Linked DNA regions of Mus musculus: regions 2 and 3 are each linked to region 1. The links are chromatin contacts, called in public ChIA-PET and HiChIP or PLAC-seq maps. All regions are on one chromosome and are shown on one strand. Each heading gives the region's core, a stretch centred on a gene start, on an enhancer-like site or on the middle of the called end of the contact. The rest is flanking DNA. Distances are from core to core; before and after follow the strand shown. Region 1 overlaps 5430437J10Rik (RIKEN cDNA 5430437J10 gene). Region 2 holds the start of Prkaa1 (protein kinase, AMP-activated, alpha 1 catalytic subunit). Region 3 has its middle 130 kb from the start of Gm41259.

Region 1 (3,475 bases), core at 439-2,938:
ACCTCAAGGCTGTCATCTTCTACGTGTGGATGGGCTATCCTCCTTTTTTTTTGCCACAAGGAGATAAAAATTATTAGCTTGCTAAAGGTGCACTTGTTAAAGTTAACTTATTGAAGAAAGCAGACACTGAAGTGATGCTAAGCATCCCAAAGCATGTCTTCTGTCCATGTCTCTCAAAGAAGATGGACTATGTCAGTGTTTTCTCCAATAGAAATAAGTTTAGAAGACTTTCTTGACTTGTGACTGTTATCTTACATGGGCATGGTATTCAACTGTCCTCCAAATGCTTAGGTTTATACTCATAGATCAGTGCTGTTCTAAGTCTAAGTTTCTTTTTGCAGCAGGCAACAGCTAGTTTAGAGATCTACAACTAGTCACACTCCAGAGAGTAAATAGTCAGAGAGTGCTTGTTCCTCAACCAGATCTCTCTATTCTACCCATGATGAGGCTCAAGGACCACTGTGGAAGGAGATGGGAGGACATATTTAAGAGCCAGAGTTTGGCATGGAGTGCTAAGAAGATTTCCTATGGGACAATAACATGACTCTGATGCTGAGCCTGATGACCTAGATTTCTTTCTACGATCCATATGGCCAGTAGGGGAGAACCAGTTCCTGTAAGTTGTTTTCTGATCTCTACATATAGTGAACGTGTTCACATGTATGCACAACCCTACACAGTAACACCTCTCCTTATATGCACACACAGAAAATAAAGCATAAAGCAGCTTTAAAAATAATATCTTCTGGACACAACACAGTGTTTGCACGTGTGAACTCACTGCAGTAGTGTTACCCACCTAAGACCTACACAAGACTGGAACCTCACTTTCCTCTAGTACCTGTTGGAGGCTCCTGAGGCTTCACCCCTCACTGAAGGACTACAGCCAGTTAATAGGTTTGGGGGGAAAGAGTTCATTTTCTGTGTCAGTATATCCACTGGTAAGTTGTCTATATTCCAGTTAATGACCCTCCACTCATACCCATTCAAGCAACTATAACTAAATCCATTGGATAAGAAAGAAATGTCATCAAAGTAGGAGGGGCCTTGTTGGAAAGAAAAAAGGTTTCAGGAGACAAAGCAAGAGATAAGAGAAAGAGAAGATAAGATGGGATGGATAAGAAATACATAAGAAGGTGTGAAAATGCCCCCCAAGTTCAGTGTGTACATATACAAAATTGGTGAAGAATAAAAAATAATCTTGGTTTGTATCACACAAAATTTGAGAGAAAATATTGGTGCTTATAATATACAAAGAGAACGTGTATCTTACATGCATGCTGTAATGTTTAAATATATCAAATGTGAAGGGAAATTCACATTGTTGCTAAAGCTGGAGATGTAGCTTTAGTGGCAGATGTTAGGCCTTGGGTTCAATCCGTCACAGAACAAAATTCAATACCCTTCTCAGGTTTCTCTATCACATCAGTATCCTTGTTTGCTAGCAAGGTCAGGAAGATAATGCCTGTATTTGACTTTGCCAAATGGAGAATTCTGGACCCTTCCTATGCTTTGGATCTACTTTGGTGACGGGTTTCATTCTCCATAGGTCTCAGCCATGACTTACCACAGTTGACACTTCTTTCCTGTGTCACATTGGGTATGTCTCTCCCCAGAGCTGATGACTGGTGGTCAAAGCTGCTCTAAGCAGAGGTCATACTGCTGTGGCTAACACCAGCAGTTAAACACACTGCCGCTGCCTGCGAGAGGCCCTTGCACTTCCTTGTTCTTTAAAAAGTCACATTATGTTGTGGGACTAGCTTGTAAAATTTTTGTGGGCAATCAGAAACCCTTGAAGTTTTCACACAGAGAAAGGAAAAGGTTTGCCCCGTGAGAAAGCCAGGGCTGGGTATTTTTGTCCTTTTCTTTCTAGTGCAAGCCGTCTGAGGGAAGATTCTTCATGGCAAAACAGTTCATCAAAACTGAGACCAGGGCTGAAGAATGGTCTGTGCTTCCTGTATTTACTGTTCGCAGTGATGTATGTGTGCGTTTTAGGAACTTTGAACGTCTAGTTGAGTCTGTACTTTTTGTGGCTTGTCTGGGCTCAAATTCACAACCTCATGAAGAGTTATTTTATTGGCTAAAAATGAACTCTGCCCCTTCACTATCAGATACTACAAATGGAGATAGCACAAGCCTTTGAAAACGCTTTATAATGTAGTTGAAAGGGAAACCACTCCATTCAACTTGTTCAGAGATCTGAAAAAAAACATGAACAGTGAGGTTTGATAGGAGGCCACATTGGCGTTTGATGTGAAATGGCTTTCTGAGAAGCATTTCCCCCTCACAACAGGACTAATTATTGTTGGGTCCCTTCTTGACACTTACTTTTTTTTTTTTTTTCCTGGTAATCAAGTTTCCTTTTCCTTAAAACACAAGCTAGAGCTCCGTGATTGGTCGACTCTCCCCACAAACTCACCGCTATGATTGTCCTCCAGTTAGGAGATTTTGGAAATCCCCCTGACATCCTTTTTTTCTTTTTTACCAAATATGTCTCTAGTTGTGTGGCTATGAAATTTTATCCCAAGGGCTGCCTGGCTCTTTCTGACTTTAGTACACACCGAAGTTCATCGTTTGTCTTAATAGCACAGTCCAGAATTCATAAAGCAGTTCCTAGTGGGACAGTGGCCACAGGTCCTCTCAAATAAGATTGCTTAACATTCTTTTAATGTGAGAAGAAAGCTCTGGAGAGTTACCATTTCTTCTCTGGCCTGTGGGTGGTGTTCAGGTGAATCAGAAGTGTGCCAGCATTGCCAGGGAGTTCGACCTAACTTTTCTCTGTCCCTCTGGGGCCTTTAAGATGATAACATCGAGTTATCGGCCTGCTTAAAGAGGTAGCTATTACTCCGAATTCCTTTGAAGTGTTGAAGAAAGAGACGACACTGCTCTTCACTGCCTTTGGCTCCTTCACACGGTGTCTACTTTCTGCTACCTTGGTACTAAAGTTAGGCCTACTCCTTCAGAAGACTGTTGCAGTCTTCCAGTGACCAAGAAATCTTGATGAAGCTATATGGTGTACCCATTGAGGAGGACATTTGTAACTTATCCAGGGACTTCTGGAAGTACAAGCATAAGAGTTAAAGGTTGATTTTTCTCCCACTGTACATACCTGTCCTATGCATGCACGACGTCTTCTAAACTATACTTTTGGTAAGCTACTCTGGTTTGGGTCTTAACTTGGAGTTCTTCAAGATGTGACAAAGTTTTTCTACCTTTCCTCCCTTCCTCCCTCCTGCCTCCTTCTTTCCCTTCCTGTGTTCCTTCCTGTTTTTCTACCTCAAGTGCTTTACCTTAATCAGACATCTGCCCCACACGATGGTTCATGATAAACATGGGTTAAAAACATAGACATATACCAACCTTCTTTTATAAAAAACTTTCTATTAATTCTTTGTGAATTTCCCATCATGCAATTCAATCCCACTCATCTCCTCATCCTATCCATACATATCTGCCTCCTTCCCTTGCAACCTCT
Region 2 (3,754 bases), core at 230-2,729, 370 kb before region 1:
GAAACAGTAGAACCTTCCTGGGCAAATGTGAAGTAACTTAAAATGCCAGATCAAGGGGTGGGAGAATTGAAAGGGTTTCCCCCTCCTTGAGAGAATCCAGAGCTATTTCTGCCTTATAGTAATCCTTGTAAAATAGAGAGTTGATTAACGAAGATTGCTCCCAGTTATTGTTCTTGGCGGAGAAGCAGGTGTTTCTCAACCCGTGGGTCACGACCCACTACGGGATCAACCCCCTTAGATCATCAGGAAACAATGATATTTACATTGCGATTCATAAAAGTAGCAAAAAAAAAAAAAAGCTATGAAATAGCATTGAAAATACCTTTATGATGGGAGACGGGTCACCACAACATGGGGAACTGTATTAAGGGTCATAGCATTAAGAAGGTTGAGAACTATTGCTCAAACCTTAAAGCAGCTTTCTTCCCCCTGAATACTTTTTCTTGGAACAAAAGCGTTTGATGTTACATTGCTTTGATGTCATAAGCCAGAATATGGGAAAACTAGGAGTGTTGGTAATTTTCATCCCAAAGAAAAATGACATTTTTCGTCTCCAAAAAAAAAAAAAAAAAAAAAAAAAAAACCACAAAAACAAAACTCCATCCTTTTTCTCCATCGACATTGATAGAGATTCAAATTGCAAAATCGAAGGATGACATATATATTTTTACCTATTGTTAGAACTGAGTAACAGATTCACTTCAAAATCCTGTTACAAATAAACACACTTCTTTGGTGACTGGATATGGCTCCATTTATACAAACAACACACTTTTTCAAGTGGACTGAAAATGTACATTTTATTGAAAATGTAAAAATATTAGTTTCTAAACACGATAAGTTCGGGATAACACCTCTTTCTGGAATTCACATAGCTCACACACATTCCACAGGGGAAATTTGACGGTAGCAAATTTCCTAGGAAGTCTCTCCAGGATGTGCGGTGTCCCATAGTAATTTACTGGCTCAGAGTTTTTTTTTGTTTAAAGCAGTGGTAAGTATTAAAAGTGCAAGTGAAAACACCCTTGGCTTCCAGATGACACCGAGATGAGATGAAAATCAAGATTTCAAGTCAGTGGTAGGGCGGTGTCCCCTGTCTTGTTTCAAAGCACGCCGCGCTATCCCCGGGCAACGTGTAAGCAAGCATCGTCCTCCTGGGAATTACGGGGGTGGGGTGCTGTACCGCACCCACAGACCCTCGGGTGGCCGCGGTCGGCTCCGCGGCGGGGGAAGCCCTCCCGCGCGCAGAAGCGCGGGCGCGCGCAGAGGGATGCGGGGCGCCGAGGCGAGTACCGGCGCCGCTCCCGCCGCCTAGCCCGCCAGGGGGAGCGAGTGCGCTCGGCGGCCGGCTGCGGGGACTGCGGGGCCTGCGCGGGCGGTGGCCGGCGACTGCGCCCCACCGCGGCGCACCCGCGTCCCCACCCCCTCGGCGCCCGCCCGCCCCCGGCGCGGCCCTGCCCGCCCCCTCCGCCCCCTCCCGCGGCGCCATGCGCAGACTCAGTTCCTGGAGAAAGATGGCGACGGCCGAGAAGCAGAAGCACGACGGGCGGGTGAAGATCGGCCACTACATCCTGGGGGACACGCTTGGTGTCGGCACCTTCGGGAAAGTGAAGGGTGAGGACGCCCGGGCCAGCGCGGACCCGGCGAACGGCGAGCGACTGCGCCTTTCGCACTCCGCATCCTCCCCCGCGCCCGCCTTCCGGGTGTCTGGGCTCCGTATCCCCGGTCCGGGCGGCGCTGGGAGCGGAGCCCGAGGCTGCCGCGGGCTGCAGAGCTGTGGGGTCCGCCGCGGTGGGGTGGGGGCGGTCGCCATGGCGACGGCGCGGCGCCGGAGGGGCGGGGATGGCTCTGGGTGCAACTTTCCCAGGCGAGGGAGTTGGGCACTGAGCGCGCGGGGGCGCCCGGCGCGGACGAGGGGGTCTCTTGTGGTCTTCTGATCCCCTGTGTGCCCTTGGCGCAGAGCCAGCCCATCGCGCCCTGGCGGTCCTCGGAGTTGTCGCTGCCTCGCTTTTAGGAGGTTGTGGACTAAAGTGCTTCTTCGGTTTCCTGAATCGAAATGTGTTCTTCCAAAAGCAAGGTAGCTGTGGAGATACCTTTCAGAAATAGTAATGCCCTTGTTAGGACTATTGATCTCCGTCAGGACTTTTGATGCATATGCCTGTGAACTGGCGCGGTGTTTCCTATGCGTGGTTTACAGTTGGATGCAGATGCTGCTTTTAAGTGATTCCGTTTTCGGAAGTTTTGCGGTTTCCGAGAGCTATACCTGGTAGGTAGGGCATATGTTAACTCCAGATGGTATTTATTAGCTTATAGGTATAGTTTCCGTTTATTCTCACAGTATATTTATATTTTAGTAATTCAGTGCACATCATTTGGACTTTTTGTTCGTTTTGGTAGAATCCCCTGTTACCGCCTTAGCAAAAGCACAAGCATTCTGTCTTCAACTAACTACTCTAGCCCACCACCTGTGACAAGGAAAATTCTGATTACAACCTTTGTGAGGTGGACTTTTTTCCCCTTTAAAATATTTAAGCCTGCTATTAAGTATTTAGAGGAAGGAAGTTTGGAGCTGATAAGAAATAATTCATACATTGGTTTTGGAGAAATAATAGACTATGGCCTGCATATATAGTAAGCTCCTTAGTAGATATTTGATTGAAGTGAAAAAGTTTGTCAAATTACACAGCAAGCTAACTGAGCTCCGTTCTCCCAGGAGGGCAGAAAGAGCCCTTCCTTCTCTTGCCCTTTCCCAGTCCTAAACGGAAAGTTGCTGTGTTACCCTCAGGGGAGCAAATGCCTAAACCTACCTAGGAAAATCAGCAAGCCAGACAGTGTGAAGGAGGAGTAGGTGTGGTCTAGGGCCTAGCACTGATCATGGTTCAGCCAGTGTTCGTGAACACTCTCAGGGTTTTGCTTTGTCTCTTTTTATGCATGCATGCATTTATTTATTTCGAGAGAGTGTTACAATGCTGTCCAGGCTGGCTTTGAACTTGTTATTCTTCGTGCTTCAGCTTCCTAAGTAGTTGGCATTAACAGGCAGCTAGCTCTTCCAGTGTTTTGTTTACCTTTAGCTAGGCATCCTTGTTTGCCATTAGAGGTGGTAAGAAGTGCTAATTAAGGCTCTGATGGAAGTGATAAGGCAGACTTGAACTCAGAAGGCTCCTTCCGAAGGCCCTGCTTGGAATGAATGTGGCATCCAGTCCGCCATTCCTTTGACACAGACCAGAGCGGATCAAGCAGACAAGAAAGGAAGAAGGGATTGTTTTCCCGGCCTGGGATTTGACCTGGGAAGTAGCAGTGCCTCGAACCTCCCTCCCAGTGACTCTGCTTTTCCTTAACCTTCACTTCTCCACCCACCCACACAGCCTTCTCTTGAAATCCTATACCATCAGTCATAAGCCTCCTCCAATACAGAGGGCCAGTGTGAGTCAGAGGATCCTAGGCTTCTCGGTTATAATTAAACTTGTCCTTGAACTTGTTAGTTGATGTGGGTCTAAATATTCAGCCAGTTCATTTTAAAACTGTTAAATGGTTGGGATGCTTTTTTTTTTTTGACATTAGTAATAATGTCAAATTAGTAACCACAGGATTTGCTATGATCCTCTCCTTACTAAGGAATGGCTGGACTGCCATATCCCATTTGGTTTATGCATCAGAGTGGGGATAGCATGACTGTCTTAGTTAGGGTTTTACTGCTGTGAACAAACACCATGACCAAGGCAACTCTTATAAGGACAACATTTAACTGGGTTAG
Region 3 (3,930 bases), core at 1,156-3,655, 400 kb after region 1:
CCATACTTTTTTATTGATAATATCCAACCTCTACCCCAACTTTTTCTTTAGGAAGTGTGATTTCTATAAGGTACAGTGTATGTTTGTATAAGGAATACGATTGGAACATGCCGGATGTAAAGGGGAGACATAGTAGTGGACAGTACTACTCTTTCACATAGCTTGTGAGATTGATGTGAGAGGAAAACGATGCCTTTTTACATTGCATCACCTATTGGAAGCAAAGACAGCCAAGGTAGAAAAGCATAAGTCAAAATTATCAAAATGTACAGTGAGAAAGATGAATTAAGAAATGTCCCTGAAGTCAATTCACAAAGATGTCAGCTCAACTACAGAAGCGCAGATTATTTAGGATAGATAGATCCTTTTTTATTAAGCTATCATTGTAGGAAAACAAAAACAGGTTTAAGATCAAAAAACTAATTGTAACAGCAACACCTGAGCTAGTCTCTCCTTGTGATTCCCAATCAGGTAAGTGTGCTGCTGATGTCAACTTATAGGTGGGAACAGGGACACATGGAGAGTTTAAGAAAGCTTTGCTCCCAACTTTCCAGTATGAGGATACAGAGTTTGGATTTGAACCCAGGCAACCTGAATCCTGACTTAGGCCTTTTTGCTTTAATACCAAAAGGAGAAGGGTAGGAAGGCATGGTTGTCAGCAATTATATTTTTTATACCTTGCCTCTCAATGTTTTATTATTGAAGTACTTATTGCGTTATTACCAGAGCATTTTAATCTGACAAGCAAGTGTAAGAGCCAAAGTGGTCTCTTCTGGTGTCTTTTCGTCTTAAACATTTAAGGTTAATGAGTGTTTATTAACTATGCACCAAAAATACTGGATCTGCTTTCTAGTGGCCATGAAAACTTATACATAATATTATTATTTACCATTTGATAAGATACACTGCTACTGATCTCCATTATGCATGATCAAACTTTTTTTTAACATTCCAAGGTTCCTAGAAAGTGGTACTCACAGAGACGGTAGACAAAGAACTAATACAATGTTTAAAAATAAAAATCTCAGGGCAAATGCTTCCCAGAAATTTAATAGCCAGATGTTTATCCCTAACTCAATCCTAAAATGGTCTGACTTTTATCTAACCTCCTACAAAGATTTTTTTAGTGTAGAACATGAAAGTCAAGGTTAGTTTGGAAATATACTTTTTTGTATGCTAATACAATGTTGTTTTAATTTTTATTAATCATTTTATTTATTTATATTTCAAATGACATACCCCTGCCCTGTGATATCCTTTACAACTCCCAATCTCCCCCTCTCCCCCTCCCCTTTGCCTATATGAGGGTGCTCCTCCACCCACTTACCCACTCCTATCTCACCCCTATAACATACCCTTACTCTGGGGCATCAAACATCCACAGGATCAAGGAGCACCCCTCCCATTGATATCAGATAAGGCAATCCTCTGTTGCATATATATCTGGAGCCATTTCCATGTATACTCTTGTTGATTGTTTTGTCTCTGAGAGCTCTGAGTGGTCCAGTTAGTTGATATTGTTCTTCTTATAAGGTTACAATCCCCTTCAGCTCCTCCATTCCTTCCCCTAGCTCTTCCATTGGGGTTCCTGGGCTCAGTTCAATGGTTGGCTCTGAGTGTTTGCATCTGTATTGGTCAGGTGTTCCCTCTCGGGGAACAGCTATACTGGACTCAGCAAGCGCTTCTTGTCATCAACAATAGTATGTGGGTTTGGTGTCTGCAGAAAGGAATGGATCCCTAGGTGGGGTGGTCTCTAGAAGACCTTCTCTTCAGTCTCTGTTCCAGTATTTTGTCCCTGTCTTTCGTTTAGACAGGAACATTTCTGGGTTAAACATTTTGAGATGAGTGGGTGGCCCTATCTCCCAACAGGTTCTATCTCCTCTTTGTTGTGTATATCGGCTAAAGTCAGCTCTTTTGGGTCCTGTGAGCCTCTTGTTTCTCTGGTATCTGAGACTTTCTAGTGGCTACCCCCAGGTCCCCATCCCTAACTACTACATATTTCTATATAGTATTATAAACAGAAAACTAACAATTGAGTATAGAGAAAAATAAATTGGACAGATGACAATTTATTTGCTTTACATTTTATTGTATAAAATGATAAAGGAAAAATGAATCAGACAAAAAAGGGATCAAGTGCCAGTGATTTCATACTGCTTAACTTATTAGTGATGACAATATTTAGTGAGGCAAATGGTGAATGATGTCTGTAATGCACTATTGCTAGCTGAACATTCATATATGTGGTTCGTGTGAATGTACGTATTCTTGGTCCGTGCATGCGCCTATGTGTGTTTGTGGGTGCATCTGCACATATATGTGTGTGCTTCTACAGACCACAGGCATCTTCTTCCAGAAGTCTTTGTTTTATTTTTCAAGAAATGGTCAAGAAATGGTCCTCATTGACTCTGTAGCTCACTGATTGGGTTACACTAGCTGCTCAGTGGACTCCAAGGCTCCTCATGGCTCTGCCTCTCTAGAACTGAGGCTGCTGATACAAGTTACCCTGCCTGTCTTTTTATGTGGATGCTGGTGATCCAAAGTCAGGTCTTTCTGCTTGCACAGTAAGCTCTTTAATAACTAAGCTATCTCCAAAATTATAGTTTATTTTGTTTTATAAGAATTTTGAAGATAATGGCCTAGTGTCTATCTGTATTTATGTACATAAATGTGTGTGCGTGTGTGCGTGTGTGTGTGTGTGGGTGAATTCTTCCTCAGACCAACACTAACTGTGACAGGAGGTGTTTGCACTCCTGATTCTGTGTTGGTATATGACCAGGAGGTAAACACTCTGGTTATGCATATGAGATGTAGAAGTGACAGGACTTAATCAAAATGTGACATTTCAATTTTCTGTTCCTCCTTCGAGGTTTTATTGGAGACTACCAATCATGTTCTTTTGTAACCCATGAGTATTCAGCCAGGAAATTTTCAATAAAGGATTGCATTGAGGGCAGTAATATTTTTTCTTATATGGAAGACATCTGTGAAAACCAGAGATTTCTTGACTTAAATAAACAAAAATATTTTACAAATTACAAAGTCAGACTCCCTTGAGAGAGAATAAATGATTTGTGAAAAGCCTTGAACATTTTTCTAGAACAAAGAGAATTCTGAAAAGGGTGCATTTGTTATGATACAAAGTTATAACATGTAGATTAGACTTATGTTATTTATACACTGTTTACATATGAGAATTTTAATTTTATCTGATTATATGTTGAGTTTTTAAACACCCCGATATGATGGTTACTAAAACTACAAAAGAATGGACCTATCTTTCCTGAAATTATGAATAAGACGGCATATTCATCATAACAGATATGGTATTCTTTTCTTCTCTAGCTATAGGTGATGATCAAAACAATAAAACACATTTTTGCTGTGTTATCTGAATGATTCTGTGTTGTGCTGTCTTTAGGAATGACCTGAGTGTAAATGAACAGATTGCAGGTGACCCAGGAAGAAACGGACGTTCAGTTTGAAGTCCCAAATCTTAATGTGCATTGTGCCCTCTGCTGGTGGATAAACACCTGAGCCAAGAAGTATTCATGGATGAGGAAAAAAATTATCCTCAGTATTCCATAACTATACACAGCAGGAAACTAGGCAAAGGTAATAAATACTTATTTATATTCCAAGTTACAATTCATGGAATCAATATTTACTCATGAATACAAATTCCTCATCAATACATTTACAAAATCAAGGTATATGATCTATATTAAATTCTTAAGATTAACTTGAAGACACAATGTAAAACAAAAACAAACAAAACCCTACTTGCCTATACTTGTTTCTTACATGGAGACAAAACAGAAGTATAGCAAACTAACCTTAGAAAAGATGTTTGATCAATTAAGATATAATCGTGAAAGCATTTGACCCAGTAGGAGGTGTTATAAGACATTGGACTGGTAGTGAGACACA

The links. ChIA-PET counts read pairs in DNA pulled down with a chosen protein or histone mark. HiChIP or PLAC-seq counts read pairs in DNA pulled down with a chosen protein or histone mark.
Region 2: an RNA polymerase II ChIA-PET map of memory CD8 T cells shows a contact between it and region 1, with 14 read pairs. The contact joins the promoter of Prkaa1 here to the enhancer-like site in region 1. A contact is called at or near these places in 1 of 15 datasets of contacts at CTCF or cohesin (the NIH/3T3 cell line), 1 of 484 Hi-C or Micro-C datasets (adipose-derived mesenchymal stem cells) and 3 of 115 datasets of contacts at active chromatin or transcription factors (CD8 T cells, the SCID.adh cell line and memory CD8 T cells).
Region 3: a contact with region 1 is called in an H3K4me3 HiChIP or PLAC-seq map of the SCID.adh cell line, with 10 read pairs. The contact joins two enhancer-like sites. A contact is called at or near these places in 3 of 15 datasets of contacts at CTCF or cohesin (CD8 T cells, the NIH/3T3 cell line and pro-B cells), 4 of 484 Hi-C or Micro-C datasets (CD4 T cells, Th1 cells, bone marrow-derived dendritic cells and 1 more), 7 of 115 datasets of contacts at active chromatin or transcription factors (CD8 T cells, the SCID.adh cell line, bone marrow-derived dendritic cells and 4 more) and 1 of 9 other capture datasets (bone marrow-derived macrophages).

The regions. Positions count from the first base shown.
Region 1 is chr15:5,515,718-5,519,192 of GRCm38.p6, forward strand. The region is part of intron 1 of 5430437J10Rik (RIKEN cDNA 5430437J10 gene); the gene reads left to right. Among named protein-coding and RNA genes, the nearest start is that of 5430437J10Rik, 21 kb to the left of the region's middle. Within about 2 kb of position 1,689, at least 91 of the 459 cell types and tissues checked have an H3K27ac peak or open chromatin away from gene starts, as enhancers often do. A contact at or near this core is called in CD8 T cells, the SCID.adh cell line and memory CD8 T cells, where this site is marked.
Region 2 is chr15:5,142,382-5,146,135 of GRCm38.p6, forward strand. It overlaps Prkaa1 (protein kinase, AMP-activated, alpha 1 catalytic subunit), which reads left to right and starts at 1,480. Exons shown (of 9, transcript NM_001013367.3): 1 at 1,480-1,614. The coding sequence starts at 1,488.
Region 3 is chr15:5,911,951-5,915,880 of GRCm38.p6, forward strand. No RefSeq gene overlaps it. Among named protein-coding and RNA genes, the nearest start is that of Gm41259, 130 kb to the right of the region's middle. Within about 2 kb of position 2,406, at least 2 of the 459 cell types and tissues checked have an H3K27ac peak or open chromatin away from gene starts, as enhancers often do. A contact at or near this core is called in the SCID.adh cell line, where this site is marked.